2 separate regions of the Mus musculus genome follow, and region 1 is linked to region 2. A link is a contact called in public Hi-C data. All regions are on one chromosome and are shown on one strand. The core of a region is the stretch at or near the end of the contact, and the rest is flanking DNA. Distances in the headings are between cores, read along the strand shown. Region 1 holds the start of 5031425F14Rik (RIKEN cDNA 5031425F14 gene). Region 2 has its middle 5.5 kb from the start of Gm30796.

The links. A called contact is a pair of places that touch in the nucleus more often than the background predicts.
Region 1: a contact with region 2 is called in a Hi-C map of natural killer cells, with 4 times the contacts expected there. The contact joins the promoter of 5031425F14Rik here to the enhancer-like site in region 2. A contact is called at or near these places in 13 of 484 Hi-C or Micro-C datasets (B cells, CD8 T cells, the HL-1 cell line and 8 more) and 5 of 115 datasets of contacts at active chromatin or transcription factors (cardiomyocytes, embryonic stem cells, fibro-adipogenic progenitors and 2 more).

What each region holds. Positions count from the first base shown.
Region 1 is chr2:166,445,949-166,449,325 of GRCm38.p6, reverse strand. 5031425F14Rik (RIKEN cDNA 5031425F14 gene) reads right to left here and starts at 1,875. Exons shown (of 3, transcript NR_015558.3): 1 at 679-1,875.
Region 2 is chr2:166,397,739-166,401,037 of GRCm38.p6, reverse strand. No RefSeq gene overlaps it. Among named protein-coding and RNA genes, the nearest start is that of Gm30796, 5.5 kb to the left of the region's middle. Within about 2 kb of position 1,802, at least 110 of the 459 cell types and tissues checked have an H3K27ac peak or open chromatin away from gene starts, as enhancers often do. A contact at or near this core is called in B cells, CD8 T cells, the HL-1 cell line and 5 more, where this site is marked.

The DNA of each region.
Region 1 (3,377 bases), core at 626-3,125, 48 kb before region 2:
TCACTCATGAGCTTGGCACATCCAGGGAGCACAGGGCACATGGCGGCATCCAGGGAACACAGGCAATATGACATCTGAGAACACAGGACACATGACAGTATCCCAGGACACATGGCGGCATGCAGGGAGCACAGGGCACATGGCAGCCTTTGGCTAGGCATACCTCTCATCTTCCAGAGCGTCTTCTCACACCTCAGCAGATGCTCATCTGCTTCCACTGCCCGGGAGGAGCTCACCGTAAAGGACAGGAAACAGGAAACTGTCCCTCAGCTAAGGGACACTCGGCCACGCCTGCCCCAGGATATTGTTCCTGCCCCTCCAGCTCCAGGGTCGTGTTCACCCTCTTGAACTGACTCCTACCACCTGCCCACCTGATCCGCTGCATCCCACGAGCAGGCAGGGGAAGGGGAGTGAGGGCAGCCAGCGTGTGGGACACCAGGAAGTGACGACACGGTGTCACAGTCACCACTGCTGCTGTCGTGACAACTCATGGCAGTGTCTGAAAGGGAGTCCCTGTCACTGTGGGGTGTGGGTTACCAACTTCTCACGTCCTCATCAGTGAGCCATGGAAAGGCTTAGTGATAACCGAGCTGTTGCTTTTCTTCTTTGGTCTGTTGGTATCTCCAACCCCGTTATGCCTGTGACGGCCCACTTGGAAATGGAGGCAGACAAACTTACCACCATCTCTCTAACCAAGCAGAGTGCCCAGCAACCGAAGCAGGCGTTCTGAAAACCCCACTTCCCACCTCTGCCAGTGCAGAGGTCGCTGTGAAGGTCAGTGATGACTCGGCCCCTAATCCTGAGTCCTAGTCCCTTCCTGCCCTGCTGACCGACTGGAGGCCATCTCATGGCTCATGATTCCTCACGAACCCAATCCCAGTGCCAGAGTCAGAGCTTCACAGGCTCATGGCCTCTGTGTGCCAGAACAGATTCAGCTTGGAAGCAGGCCAGTTGCTTACAGCTCCAAAATGGCTTGGCAAAGCGTCTGAGACACGGCCTGTGGTCTGTGCTGGGTGAAAACTCGCCCACATTTGTTAGCGATTAACTGATCTGCAGATGGAGCTCAGTACACCTCCGTGACCCACAGATAAACCAGCTCACTCCTAACAAGAGAGGCAGCTCGGGACTGTTCCAGCTCGGGGCTGTTCCAGCTCGGGGTCTCTCCAGCACAAGGCTGCTCCAGCTCAGGGTCCCTCCAGCACAGGGCTGCTCCAGCTCAGGGTCCCTCCAGCACAGGGCTGCTCCAGCTCAGGGTCCCTCCAGCACAGGGCTGCTCCAGCTCAGGGTCCCTCCAGCATAGGGCTGTTCCAGCTCAGAGTCTCTCCAGCTCAGGGCTGCTCCAATTCAGAGTCTCTCCAGCTCAGGGCTGCTCCAGCTCAGGGTCCCAGCACAGGGCTGCTCCAGCTCAGGGTCCCTCCAGCACAGGGCTGCTCCAGCTCAGGGTCCCTCCAGCACAGGGCTGCTCCAGCTCAGGGTCCCTCCAGCACAGGGCTGCTCCAGCTCAGGGTCCCTCCAGCACAGGGCTGCTCCAGCTCAGGGTCCCTCCAGCACAGGGCTGCTCCAGCTCAGGGTCCCTCCAGCACAGGGCTGCTCCAGCTCAGGGTCCCTCCAGCACAGGGCTGCTCCAGCTCAGGGTCCCTCCAGCACAGGGCTGCTCCAGCTCAGGGTCCCTCCAGCATAGGGCTGCTCCAGCTCAGGGCTGCTCCAGTTCAGAGTCTCTCCAGCTCAGGGCTGCTCCAGCTCAGAGTTATTGGGAGGAAATATCACCAGAGAAAGAAAGGAGCCTAGAGCGTGAAAGCAGGGTGTGAGGCAAGTCCCAGGAAGTTCTGGGGAGGCCAATGGTCATGTGTTGCTTCTGGAGTCTGTGGCTCTCCTGTAGCCCTCTTCTTGTGGGAAAGATGGGGAAGGAGAGGAAGTGAAGGGGGTTCTGGAAGTTGGGGGGTCTTTCAAACCTTAGGCAGCAGTGGGTGTGTGCTTAAGCTCAGGGCAAATAAATATGGATGAGAAGTAGACATAAGGTTGAATTTCACTCTTCAGATGAAGTGCATCTGGACTCTTGTGGGCAAAGAACCCAAAGATTAAAGCTGCCAGGCCAGCCACAGGCCATGACCACCTAGTTTAACAAGGGCAAAGGGTGGCAGTCACAGGTAGTTACACATCTGAGTGACATTCACGGAAGATACACCTTAAGGGACCAAGGCTTCCTCTGGGTTCACATGGTGACAAAGCGCCCTTTCTCATGGTGGGAAAGGCATTCATGGCAGAGTCCCCTGTGACTCCCCACTGTGGCTGCCGGAATCTCCCACTGCTTGCTTAGATCCTAGAGCACTGGTTTTCAATCTATGGGTTGTGACCCCTTTGGGACTCACATATCAGATCCTGTGTATCAGATACATACGTTATGATTCACGAGAGCAACAAATTACAGTTATGAAGTAGCAACAAATAATTTTGTGGTTGGAGGTCACCACAACATGAGGAAGTGTATCAAAGGGTCACTGTATTAGGAAGTTTGAGAACCACTGGCCTAGAGGCTCAGGAAACAGCCAGGACTGCTATACCAGGGGTGGGGCTAAGAAAGGCCCAGCCACAAGTGACTCACTTCCTCCAACTAGACCCTATATATAGAAGGATTCTAAAATCCCCCAAACAGAGCTGCTGACAGGACACTAGGTGGTCAAGCCCAGGAACCCAAGGGGACGGTTCACACTATCAGGTGGAACTTAATCTGGATCCTTATAGCAAAGGAAGGGTGGTGGATTAGACACACAGGGTAGCTCACACAACCCAGGAGTTGCCAGTGTAATCTCACCAAGCAGAAACGTTGAATTTTGTTGACTAAGGTTTTTTAAAAACCTACCACTGACCATGTGGCCCACATGAAGGGGCAGCAGAGAGATTTATCATGGTACTGTTTACTTCACTGGGAAAGTGGAAGTCACAGGGACAGAAAACACACCACTGCTATACAGCTCCAACACCAGACATCCCAGGGGTCTCCAAGAAGGACACTTCTTATTCATCTCCTCTCTGAGCCCTGGATGGGCTGGTTAGAACAAAGAACAAATAAGAAAAGAGCAGGCTGGGTCAGGCTGCAGGAACAAACAGGGGCTTCCACAGGAAGAGGGTCTCTCCCTGTCCCCACTCTGGGACATGGATGGAGAGTGGCTTTCTTCCTGTTCCTACAGGAGCACAGGCAGGGCGCTTACATACAGCTTAGCGCTTGTTCTTCTGCCCCAGTGTGACACCCAGGAAGTAGGAGAGTGACAGACCCCGCTGTCACCCCTGGGACTGTGGAGTGGCTTCCATGAGACGCTTCCACAGAGCATGGAGGGATCTAAGCCCCACCAGTGTGTCTGGTAGCGCCAGGTCCCCGT
Region 2 (3,299 bases), core at 553-3,052:
AAGTTCGGCAGCATGGAAGGAGAAAGGCCCTCCTCAAGTGAAGGTGGGCAAGGGTGTGGGCATAAAGACATAGGGGCCCTAGAGAGGGAGCCTGCAGGGTCCCCAAAAGCCAGTGAGGTGACAGAGACAGGCCCAATCCAACCCTGCTTTGCAGGTGTTGCTGGACTGACAGGGGGCGGGTGTGAGGAAAGGGGAGAGTTGGGGTCGGGGAGGGTGGGGGAGAGGAAACAGTAGCTTCTAGGGCTCTGCTGGGCAGCTGGGCCTATGGTACAAGTGGAGGTTGGAAAATTCGAGAAGGAGGGCTAGAGAGAGAAAGGGGGAGGACTGGGGTGGGGTTGGGGTGCTAGGCTAGGGGCGGCAGGTTTCTGGGTTCTATGTGGGTAAACTTAGAGGCTCACCTTCTGGGCTATGCCTCACTGCCGAGGAATCAAGGAAAAAAATAGGCACGTGTGATTTCTGTGTGGAGTTGCAGTCCCCAAGGTCACAGCCGACCCGCTTCCTTCAGTCAGAGGGCCACAGCAGGTTCCTCCCAGAAGCCCCTGTGGCAGAGCCATCGACAGGTGGAGAGGGAGAATTAGCCACGTGGCCTTTTCTCATCCTGTTCCCGTGCTCATTAAGGAAGTTCAGCGCCACCTTCTCGACACCTGCTTAATTGATTATGGGTTCAGAAGCCAAATTTAAACCCAGGCTTCTCATGACTAAAAACAGCAACAGCATTTGGCTTGATTTTTATAATATGCAAGAGTCAGGGTGTCTTTCCCTACATGGAGGAAGGGGGCACAATGTGAACAGGTCCTCTGATGTTTTGAGAAGAGCCAGAAGCAAAAATCTATTGATTACAAAACAAAACAGAAGAGTTGGTAGCTAACCAAGAAGAAAACAAAACAAAACAAAAAATACTAGTTTGTGCTGTCTGCCTGCCTGCCTGTCAGTGTTCTGCCTGGCTAAGCTCGTGGCACCTTCAGGACCCAAGGAGCTGGGCTCAGAAACTATGACAGACACCCAGCTTGACCCTGTTTTCAGAGTGACCAAGCTTGCGTTTACCACTCCCACGTTTGATAGAGGTGTGGGTGCAGCCCACACTTCGGCTCCCTCTGAGTGCCACAAGAAGCATCCTTGTCACCCAGGTGCTGTGAGAAAGGTCCCTTCCCCCAACCTCATGGCTGACACCCTGAGGCAGGAGGGACACGCACTAGGCACCTGCACCCATATAGGGAGATGAGTCTGCTGCTTCCCAGAGGCTGAGGCTGTGTCTGCTCAGAATTGGTGGCTGAGGCATGATGAGGGGGTGTTGTCAGGAGCTCCAGAACTTGGTATGAGTAGCTGGCCTGGGAGCTAATCGGTCACCCACACCCCAGCACTGTGGTGACAGATGTATGTCACCTTGCCTGGGTGCTGGAGGATTGGACTCAGGCCCTCATGCTTCTGAGGTGAAAACTTTACCAACTTTAACCAGGCCCAAGGCAGGCCAGTTTTAAAAGACTAGCCAAATAATTGCATAGCAGGTTCCTGGAGCTGGCCCAGGAGATCGCCCAGAGCTTCAGCGTGAGTGTGAAGTGCCTGGAAAATGTTGTCCCAGCAGGATGCATGGGCTGGGCCTGGAACTTAAATGTCATCAGTCAGGGGCTGGATGAGCCACTGAAGTCACAGAGAAAGGTGTCAGGATGACCTCAGCCTCGGCCCTTTGCTGTGGGGAGGTTTAGTCATGGAAAGAAACTAGATCTGCTTTTTCTGCACCCTCACCACCCCCAGGCTGACGCTGGGGAAAGCACATTTTGGTTGGCTGGCTAGCCAGCCTCCTCTTAAATATTTAACCCAGGCAGGGCAGTTCCTGCCTCCCACCTCCCTACCTCCCTCCCTCCCACCCTAGCTGTCCTTCAGCATCAGAGCTGGGGCCGGGAGGAGGGGCCCAGGACACATGTTTCTGAGTTAGAGATGCTGAAATCCTGGTAGTTACAGCAGTTTTAATAAATGGGGTTAATGCTCCAGGGTGAGGCTCTCCGTGTGCTGGTCACGCACAGCTGCCTGCATCAGTCCAGAGGTTTGTTTAAATGTACAGTTTAGAAGTGGATTAAGCAAGCTCTCTGAAGCCCAGTGTGCTGGGCAGGCGAGCACAGGGGACTGGTCAGAGCACAGACCCAGAGCCAGGGACAAGGATGCACAAGGCTGATTGACTCCAAGGATAGCGGGATGGAAAAGGAAGAGGCTTAAGTGAGATTTTTCAGTGAGCCCACAGCTGTTGGCTTCTTGGGGCGCTCACTGCAGCGGCTGGGGTTGCCTCCGCTTCTTCAGAGTCTGGGTCAGGCCTGGCAGATCAGGTCAGAGCTCGCTCTGTCCTTGGCCACTAAGGTGGATCCTCACTTCTCTTCCCTAGTCCTCCTTCCTCTGTCCTGCTGCATCCTGGATCCCACTTCAGCCATATTTAATGAGCCTTGGTAGCTTCAGTGCTACACCCCAGAGTGGACAAATGACAATAGGATTATTTCTTAGGTTTCTAGGTCTGAGAAGATTGAGGTCAAGGTTCTGGAAGAGCTGGCGTTCGCTGAGGGCCACTTTCCATCAAGGCATGGTCTCGTGACTTAACTACTCCCAAAGGCCGTGCTTCTCAACTGGGTTTTGTGGGGAATGGAGTGCTGACATACATCTGGACGCCTTTAGGCAAATGAATCCAGCTCAGCATTGCTTGGGACACTGGGGAGCTCATGGGCGAGCAAATGAGGTCATGGGATGCTTACCCGACTCTGTGAGACGGCTTAACCTACAACACACACTAAGCAAAAGATGCACTGCTTGACAGTGGCTCGTGCCATCTGCCCTGAGGTGGATGTGACACATTTGCACAGGTGACGTAGTAAGGACAGGCACCTGGGGACAGGGAGTGGGGCTGGCAGGAAGAGGTGCCTCCCAGAGGCAGGAGCAATGGCGGCGGCGGCGGCAGCAGCAGCAGCAACAGCAGCAGCAGCTTTGAGGAGAGCCTGAGACTTGGAAGGGAAAAGCTTGGTAACACACTGTAACAGGTACGAGCCTGACTCTCTGGTGAACCATCTAGGTTCTCGTGTCTCAAGACAAAGGACTACACTGGGCACATATGGTGAGAAACAGAAATAAAGGTGAGCCAAGAAGCAAGATCACTGAGCAAGGGAAATGGACTTCCAAGAATAGGAATGGGCTATTGAGCAGAGGGGAAAGCCAGAAGCACTGGGTTGGAGGCAGGGGACACTTAGAAGGCATTCACATAGCACCCACCTCTCCCACATCTGTATAGCCTGGGTTTTCCTTGTACATGCCCTGTTTGCGAC